2 separate regions of the Ovis aries genome follow, and region 1 is linked to region 2. Evidence: chromatin contacts called from public Hi-C data. All regions are on one chromosome and are shown on one strand. Each heading gives the region's core, a stretch centred on a gene start, on an enhancer-like site or on the middle of the called end of the contact. The rest is flanking DNA. Distances are from core to core; before and after follow the strand shown. Region 1 overlaps GATA4 (GATA binding protein 4). Region 2 has its middle 70 kb from the start of BLK.

Region 1 (4,384 bases), core at 1,073-3,572, 160 kb before region 2:
CCCACCTCCCCATCCTTCTTCTAGCCACTTTCCAACCATCTGGGAACTGCCTCCTTTCAAATATCCTGATTGGTAGCAACTTGACCTCCTCTTGACCTCCTGGGGCCTCCCTGGTGGCTCAGATGGTAAAAGAACCTGCCTGCAATGCAGGAGACCCAGGTTGGGAAGATCCCCTGGAGAAGGGAATGGCAACCCACTCCAATATTCTTGCCTGGAGAATTCTATGGACAGAGGAGCCTGACAGGCTACAGACATTGGGGTCGCAAAAAGTCAGACACGACTGAGCAACTAACATTATTATTGACCTCTTCTAAGGATACATTTGATTTGAAAAATCAACCCAGTCTGGTGAGCAAGGAGGATGAAATAAAGCTGGATTTTACCATCTGGGGTGAAGCACAAGTTATGACCATATAAGGAATGAGGTCAATCTTCTGGAACTGTGTGTGAAGGTATATATATATATCCATTCTCTGAAAGCCATTCCTAAAGGGAAGTGGCAAAAGTGTTTTCAGCTAAGACTTCATCATCAGAAAACACATCTTCCCCAAGGCTAATATAAATCCTGGTAGGTTTATTTTTGCTTCTGAATCTTTTTTGCTACTCTTTGCCAGAGTTATCAATTACTCATCTTTCTGGATGGTAGATGCATTGAATAGCTTTGGCTATTTCATAGCCAGTTTAAAGGCTTTTCCAATTTTATATCGAATGCTTGTTATAGTTTTTTATCCTCACTTGCTCAAAAAATAACGCGGGTGCTGTGAAGGGTCAAAGACCTTCAGTTACCAACTGGGTATAAGCCATCTGAGAGGCAGGAAGCTGTTACCAACAGTTCTGAGTGGGAGCGGATTTGCCTGTCTGGGTTCTTTTCCACAAACCTTAGAGTCACCCCCCTCAACCCCACTCCACTTTTAAGATGAAGCAAGTAAGCAAGTCTGTAAGCCTAAGTGAAGACAAAATGGACAAAGGAAAGGTTTTTCCCCTCCTCTCCTACTGGTATGGAACCCTTGGGGGGCTTGTTTGGATTAAACCATAATGGAGAAGATGGCAAACAACTCAGTGTGACCCTCCAGTACGTAGTGTAAAATAAGGTGGACTGGTGAGTACTACCTCGAAGCTCTCCTTCACACTTCAGCTACCAGTGTTTGCCAGCAGCTCTAGAAATGGCCCCCTTCCTGGGGCAGCAACTTCTAAAAGGCCACAGGAACTTCAGTTAAGGGCTGGGTTCAACCCACCCTAGGAAACCAAACCTAGAGGTTACCTGTCGAGTCACAGACTAGTCAGTAGCAGGGCTCAGATGCATGTCCTTGTCACTAACCCCCGGCACCTACAGAGGAAGTCTCGGCCAACTGTCAACAGGAGTGGACAGAGAAGTGATTCAGCAAAGGGGCCTCGGTGGCTCAGGATTGCTTTGCAACGGGCAGCAGTGAACTTCTTAGAAAACACCGCGGAGGGAGGAGGAGAAGGGAAAGAGGAATACAGATAAATTTATTAGTTAAATACTGATTTTACAGCCATTTCACCTTAAGACAACGTTAGCAGTTTTGTGGGTTAGGGAAGGGTATACAAGGGGTGGGGGGCGGCTTTCGTAAAAGAAAGCCGATGTAAATGATGATTAAAACAGATCTTGGGTTTAAAGATAACCCTGCTACCGCCGGGAGGATTGCGGGGCGGGGGCTGGGTGTTTGTGGAGTAGCACAGAGGAAGGCCAGTCAGCTACACTCTGCGGGCAGCCAGGGCACGGAAGGCAGCGACTTCGCGAGCCCCGGGTCACGGGTAGAAGAGTAGAGACAGGAACGCGGAGAGGAGGCCGATTGCCGAACCCAGGGAGCGGCAGGCGCCCCCTCGCGCCCTTGTATCTTCTCTCATCGCTCGTCGTCTTTCTTCCATGAGTTGTGTTGTGTTTGTTTAAATATATATTGGAAAATCCCTAGCATTTTTGCCTCCTGGACAGACGCCTTCTGCTGGAGAAAGGACGCGGGTGCAGGCAGCGCGCGCCCCTCAGATGGACTCGGCCCGCGGCCCAGGCAACCCGTGTGTTTCCAGGGAACCACAGCGCATCCGCAAGTTCCAGGCCAACAACCCCGCCCCACGCAGCGCAGCCCCAGCCTGGTTGGGGGAGGCCGTCCACCAGACATCCTGTCCAGAAGGATCTCAAGTCTTAGATGACTGCTAGTCAAATTCGCTCCAGCAGCAGAACCTTTTTTGTTCTTAGGAACCCCCCTGAGCGTGATCGGGCGGAAGCAGGATTCGGGGACTAGTTCAAACTGCAGGCTGAGCAGAATCACCGAGAGCAGCGGAGGGGAGTTTCTTTGCAGAGGCCTCGAGGAGGGCGGGGGTGAAGAGAAGGAGCGATTTGAGCCGCGGAAGGAACTTGCAGGGAGTCGAGGTTGCCAGGTAGCGAGTTTGCGGAAGCCACTCTCCCCACGCAGCATCTGGTAACACTGGCCCTACACGCAGTGTTTCTGGAGTCAAGATTCAATATGAGGGATGCGGGCGCACTGAGCCCGAAGGGGAGTGTTGGCCGAGGGCAGGACCGGCCGCGGGGCGGTCCAACAACAGATGCCCGCTCTACCTGCCCTGGGATCCCCGGTGCCCGCAGCACCGTGGAAAGGCCACCAGCTTGGGTGCAGTGGTGGAAACAGGGGAGGACTTCTCGTCTCTTGTCGGGGGTGACGGGGCAGGAAAATGAGAAAAGTCTGCAGCTCCGTGGGAGGGGCTGAGGTGTGCTCCTAGTGAAGGGGGTGGTGGGCTCCTCCTGATCAGAGTCTGAGCTCTCCAGTCCCCCACCTTAAAAAGGTATGCGCTAAAATCCCCTAAGCAAATCATTGACTTCAAGTTTCTTCCCAGTTGTTGTCTGGAGTCATCCCAGACAGAGCAGGCCGGCACCCTGGAGCCCAGAGCCTCATCTCTGCTGTCCCCCGTGTCCCCAAGTCCGGGCAGGAATCCGAAGAGGGAAGGGGTGATATTATGCAGTGATTATGTCCCCATGACTGTCAGCCAAGGCCAGGCTGTTCCAAGGGTCCTGCTTGGAGCTGGCCTGTGGTGACTGGCTGACAGAGGACGCGTAGCCTTGCGGGGAGAGCTTCAGAGCGGAGAGGACCGGGTGGATGGAGGACCCATGGCCGGACATCGCGCTGACCGAGAACGTCTGAAAGTGAAAGGTATAAGATACTATCAGCGGGATCCTTCCTACCGCAGAGAAGAGCCCTGCTCTGTAGCTGTGCCCAGGCTGACTCCCACCCCAGGAAGGGGACCAGAGGACAGGGTCAAAAGACAAGGGCGGGAGAGGTACCATGCCGCACTGCTGGCCCCCTGACCCCTGAGGTATGAGAGGCAAGGGATCTTCCTGACTGACCAGCTGCTTCTGAGCACTGACCCAGTAACTTCTGGTTTCTCAGACGCCTTTGATGATCGCATCAGACATTTTCTATAATCTTAGCACCATCAATGTCTATTTTCCAAATAGAAGCCATTCCCCCCTGCCCAGAAGGGGCTCCTGGCTCTCTTGGCCCCACAGGACCAGTTTCTCTTCACTCTGACAGCAGAAAGCTCACTAGGACATGCTCACCTCAAGTACAGGAGGAGAAGAGATCAATTAATGGGAGACTATGACCAAGTTTGGAGGGATTCTGGTCCCAAATTGGGGAGCCACAGAGGGAAGAGGGTGGAGGAGTAGGGTTGCCATCATATCTGACAGAGGGACATGAGGGTCCCGCTGGCCCATCTCTGGACACGTGTGTGAAGCTGGACCTGCAGCCAGCTCTCATTACAATAGCATCCTGCCTGTGATCCCTCATCAACCCCAAGCCTCCCACCCTGCCCGCTGCAGCTTCCACAGGCCAGGAGGGACCTCATCCTACTGTTAAAATCTACCTACCGTCAAGGTCAAGCCACCCTCACTGAGGAGAAAGACTTGCTTAGAAAGCCCCATTCTGCTTCCCACAGCCTGGGATGGGTTTGCCACTTCCCCTAGCGAGCCCACAGTCTAATTCGGGTTGCAGTCATGCTGTGTGCCAGCCCGTCTTCACTGGCCCTGGCACAGGTGTTGCTGTTTAGTCACTAAGTCGTGTGTGACTCTTTGCAACTCCCTGGACAGGCTTCTCTGTCCACAGGATTTCCCAGGCAAGAGTACTGGAGTGGGTTGCCATTTCCTTCTCCAGGGGTTCTTCCCAACCCAGGGATCAAACCTGCGTCTTCAGCATTGGCAGGCGTGTTCTTTACCATTAAGCTACCAGGGAAGCGTGGCACAGAGTGTATCACGGTTGTGTTTCCAAATCGTTGTAGCTTGATCAGATATGCTGAAATATACCCCTGTGTGGACAGCCCCTTGCCTTGGCTGGGGGCCTGGCCACCTGGAGTCTACTTCCCCATGGGCAGTACC
Region 2 (4,389 bases), core at 1,565-4,064:
CAGCTGGTGGGAGCCACCCGAGGAACTGCCAGGGAAGCCTTGTCTTTAGTTTTGAGAGATGCTGTGCTCGGGGTGTGAAGACAGCATGGTGCTAGGGGATGAACTGGTTCTCACAGCTGTCCTGGCTTTGCTTCTCTGGGTATCTTGGTCCAGTGCTAGGCTCGTGGAAGCAGATCGAGAATAAGAAGTGCAATCGGTGAGTCTTCTTCCTCACGCTAGGATCTGCTATCCCCATTACACCTCCATCCGCAGACCTTGTCTCAACGTCAAGGCTGAGGAAGTGATCCTCCAGGCAGCCCGTAGTCACCAATGGGCTCTTTCAGAAATAGTAACATAGTTTCCTATGGATACAATGCAATAGTTCCCATCCTCTGGACAAAGCAACAGATTTGATAAAGAATTTTCCCCTCCTAAATGCTAGTTCTTGAGGAGACACAGATTTGGTTTTTATTGTTGGTAATTCTTATCAGTCTTTTATTTATTTATTTTCTCAATTATTGGGCCTCAAGGCATGTGGGATCTTAGTTCCTTGACCAGGGTTCGACCTCTTGTTCCCTGTACTCGCAGCACGGAGTCCTCACCACTGGACCACCAGGGACATCTCGGGAGACATAGATTTTTAATCAGAAGAAGGTGGAGAAATAGATGGCGATTTATCCAGCTGAGGGGACTCCTGAGTACCTATGAGTGCTGTTTTGTAGAGATTGATGACATTGTTCTTCTTTTTTTAAAATAGAAGATTGCAAGTCTTTTAAAAGATATTTGTTTATTTATTCCGCTTCGTCAGATCTTGGTTGTGGCATTCAGGATCTTCTCTGCAGTGCATATTATTTAACACATATATATGGAATTTAGAAAGATGGCAATGACGACCCTGTATACAGGACAGCAAAGGAGACACAGATGTGTATAACGGACTTTTGGACTGAGAGGGAGAGGGAGAGGGTGGGATGATTTGGGAGAATGGCATTGTAACAGTATACTATCATGTAAGAATCGAATCGCCAGTCTATGTCCGACGCAGGATACAGCATGCTTGGGGCTGGTGCATGGGGATGACCCAGAGAGATGTTATGGGGAGGGAGGTGGGAGGGGGGTTCAAGTTTGGGAACGCATGTACACCCGTGGTGGATTCATGTCAATGTATGGCAAAACCAATACAGTATTGTAAAGTAAAATAAAGTAAAAATAAAAATTAAAAAAATTGCACTTAGCTTCAAATCTAATATGTGTTCCTTCCACTCATAGAGACCCTTTGCTATCCTTCATTTAAAGAAATTTCTTCAAACGAAATTCAAGAAAAAGCAAGATGGGAAAGGAGAGCATTTTCCCCTGAGAAAACTGGGCATGAGCTAAGGCAGAGATGCAGGAGCTAAGAGGGGACGTGTGTACATGTGAGCAAGTGTCTGATCCGAAGGGAGCTCAATTTTGGAAGGAGAACTACAGCGCGTTCTACAGAGGTGAGGGCGGAGGGTATGTAATTCCTTCAAAGAGAAATGGCAGTTGGCCCGCCTGCAGACGTCTCTTGGTTTTTATTTCCAGCCACTAGAGGGCAGCACTAGCCCAGAACAGTTTGGTTGCTTTGGGCGGAGAGTCTGAGGGGGTGAGACCCACCCAGGCAGCTCTCCGGCCAGGACCTGCCTGGTTCTCAGCTTTCCTGGAGCTCCCCCACCTCACAGCTCAGGCCGCTCAATCCCCACTCTCATTCCAAGTTCTGAGACGAATCTTGACAAATGTGGTTTTCATCACTGAAGCTTTTGCCTTTTGTCCTTGGCCCCAGGTTTTCACTTGTACCCCAATTCTCACCATCCCCTTGTACCTCCTAACTGCTACTTACTTAAAGAAAAGAAAAGAAAAAACCCTTCCTGGGTCTCTAGATCTCAGTCTCCTCTCTTCCTTGCGTCCCCCTGCCTCACACCCTGGGGACAGAATTTCCTGACTATGCAGAGACTGGCATCTGCTGCTGACGTCTCTGATAAAGATGCTGCCTTTGCCCACAGTGGTAGGTCCTGTCTGAAGTCTGTCCTGGCCCATGTGCTGGGGCTGTCTCTTCAGTTCCTGCCCCTCCTAAACTTCCCCCCGACTTCTGCAGTTAAGCCTCTTGACCAGCAATATCAGGAGGAAAGGCAGCCGCGCCTGTAGCCCTTCCGTGGTGCAGCATGGTTTAGGATGGAGCCCACAAGCCTTAAGGTGAGAGGTGCCTGGCTCTTCTCCAGGCTTCTTCTCCTACCTCCCCTCTCCCCGTCCTTTTGGGCACACCCTTTGCCCTAGTCATCCCCTTGCTTGCCTGTGTGCTCAGTCTGACTCTTTGAGACCCCAGGGACTATAGCCGCCAGGCTCCTCTGTCCACGGGATTCTTCAGGCGATAATACTGGAGTGGGTTGCCATGTCCTTCTCCAGGGGATCTTCCTGACCCAGGGGTTGAACCTGCGTCTCCTGCACTGGCAGACTGATCCTTTACTGCCGAGGCACTGAGGAAGCCTGTCATTCCTACATGGGTTCTTCTTGCTGGTGTTTTGAAGTCCCTCATAAGCTTTTTCTTCTTTCTAGAACAACCTTCTCCTACATGAGCCTGGCTTACTCCTCTGCTTGATTTAAGGCTCAGCTCAAGCTGTGTGTCCAAGGGGAAGCCCTCCCTGATGCCTGACTTGGGGTAGGAGTCGTCTCCTGGGCATCTCCGTATCCTGTTCTGCCCACTGTTGCAACTCTGATTCAGTGCTTTGCTGAATTACACAGCCCCTACAAAGCCGCCTGAAGCTGGGGTTCCCCCCACAGTGTGTGTCTGCTGGACAGGGACTGTGACTCATGCCTTCTGTGTTCCTACTGCCTGGACAACACAGCCTGTCTTTGTGCATGAACACTGACTGTTCAATGAATCATGAGTCAAGGGTATCTGAATGATATACTTAAGCATTTTCCTCAGTACGTTCCAAGAAATTCTATTTCCACTGAATGATAGATATTAGTAGACTAAGGTTTTCATAGAAAATCAATTTGGAGAAATGCTAGATTAAAGTAAAACAGATGTCTTTTTTGAAGTATTTTCCACAGTTTCAAGTATGCAGCATGTATTACTGTCTTAAGGAGCCTCTGATTTTGTTGGGCTGTCTGGCACATCCTTTGGGAAACTCTGTTGTAATTCCTATACCCACTCTCACATGAAACACAGGGGGAGAGAGAAATGTGGCTGCTTCTGTGGGAATAAGGCCGCCATGGCCCCGGGGACACACCTCTTGACGGTATGTTTAACTACATCTGATGTTGTTTAGTCACTGTTGTGTCCAACACTTTTCAACCCCGTGGACTGTGTAGCCGGCCAGCCTCCTCTGTCTGTGGGATTTCCCAGGCAACAATACTGGAGTGGGTTGCCATCTCTTTCTCCAGCGGATTTTCCCAACCCAGGGATCAGACTCATGTCCCCTGTATTGGCAGGTGGATTCTTTACCGCTGAGCCACCAGGGAAGCCCGCGCATCATGTTTACTGTCTTCTCGCACTAGTAATGCTGCTGCTAGGTCGCTTCAGTCGGGTCCGACTCTGTGCCACCCCAGAGACGGCAGCCCACCAGGCTCCCCAGTCCCTGGGATTCTCCAGGCAAGAACACCGGAGTGGGTTGCCATTTCCTTCTCCAGTGCATGAAAGTGAAAAGTGAAAGGGAAGTCGCTCAGTCGTGTCCGACTCTTAGAGACCCCATGGACTGCAGCCTTCCAGGCCCCTCCATCCATGGGGTTTTCCAGGCAAGAGTACTGGAGTGGGGTGCCATTGCTATTACTAGTGTTTCATAATCCTCAAGAGCTAATGATTTTGAACTGTGGTGCTGGAAAAGACTCTCGAGAGTCCCTTGAACAGCAAGGAGCTCAAGCCAGCCAATCCTAAAAGAAATCAACCCTGAATATTCATTGAAAGGACTGATGCTGAAGCTGAAGCTCCAATACTTTGGCCACTTGATGTGAAGAGCTGACTCATTAGAATAGACCCTGATGCTGAGAAAGATTGAAGGCAGGAGGAGAAGGGGACGACAGAGGATGAGATGGTTGGATGGCATCACCGACTCAATGAACGTGAGTTTGAACAAACTCCAGGAGATGGTGAAGGACAGGGAAGCCTGGTGTGCTGTGGTCCATAGGGCTCAAAACGCTGGACACGACTGAGCAACTGAACAACAGCAAGCCATTGTCGAGCATGCGGTTCCACCAGCGGCATCAAGTTCCTTCACGGTGGTGTGCAAACACCACCACCACCATCCATCTCCAGAACTTGTCATCTTCCTAAACTCAGACCCTGTACCCATTAAACACTGACTCCAGTGCCTGGGGACCATCATCCTGCTTCCTGTCTCTGTGAACGTGACTACTCTGGTGGAATCATACAGTGTCTGTCCTTATGCGATT

Evidence for each region. Hi-C and Micro-C count contacts between places; a contact is called where the count stands out from the background.
Region 1: a Hi-C map of mixed tissues shows a contact between it and region 2, with 3 times the contacts expected there. The contact joins two enhancer-like sites. A contact is called at or near these places in 2 of 16 Hi-C or Micro-C datasets (mixed tissues and omental adipose tissue).

The regions. Positions count from the first base shown.
Region 1 is chr2:105,527,064-105,531,447 of ARS-UI_Ramb_v3.0, reverse strand. GATA4 (GATA binding protein 4) reads right to left here. Exons shown (of 7, transcript XM_060411039.1): 6 at 4,384; 7 at 1,470-3,151. The coding sequence ends at 2,969. Among named protein-coding and RNA genes, the nearest start is that of NEIL2, 6.1 kb to the left of the region's middle. Within about 2 kb of position 2,322, at least 3 of the 54 cell types and tissues checked have an H3K27ac peak or open chromatin away from gene starts, as enhancers often do.
Region 2 is chr2:105,367,551-105,371,939 of ARS-UI_Ramb_v3.0, reverse strand. No RefSeq gene overlaps it. Among named protein-coding and RNA genes, the nearest start is that of BLK, 70 kb to the right of the region's middle. Within about 2 kb of position 2,814, at least 5 of the 54 cell types and tissues checked have an H3K27ac peak or open chromatin away from gene starts, as enhancers often do.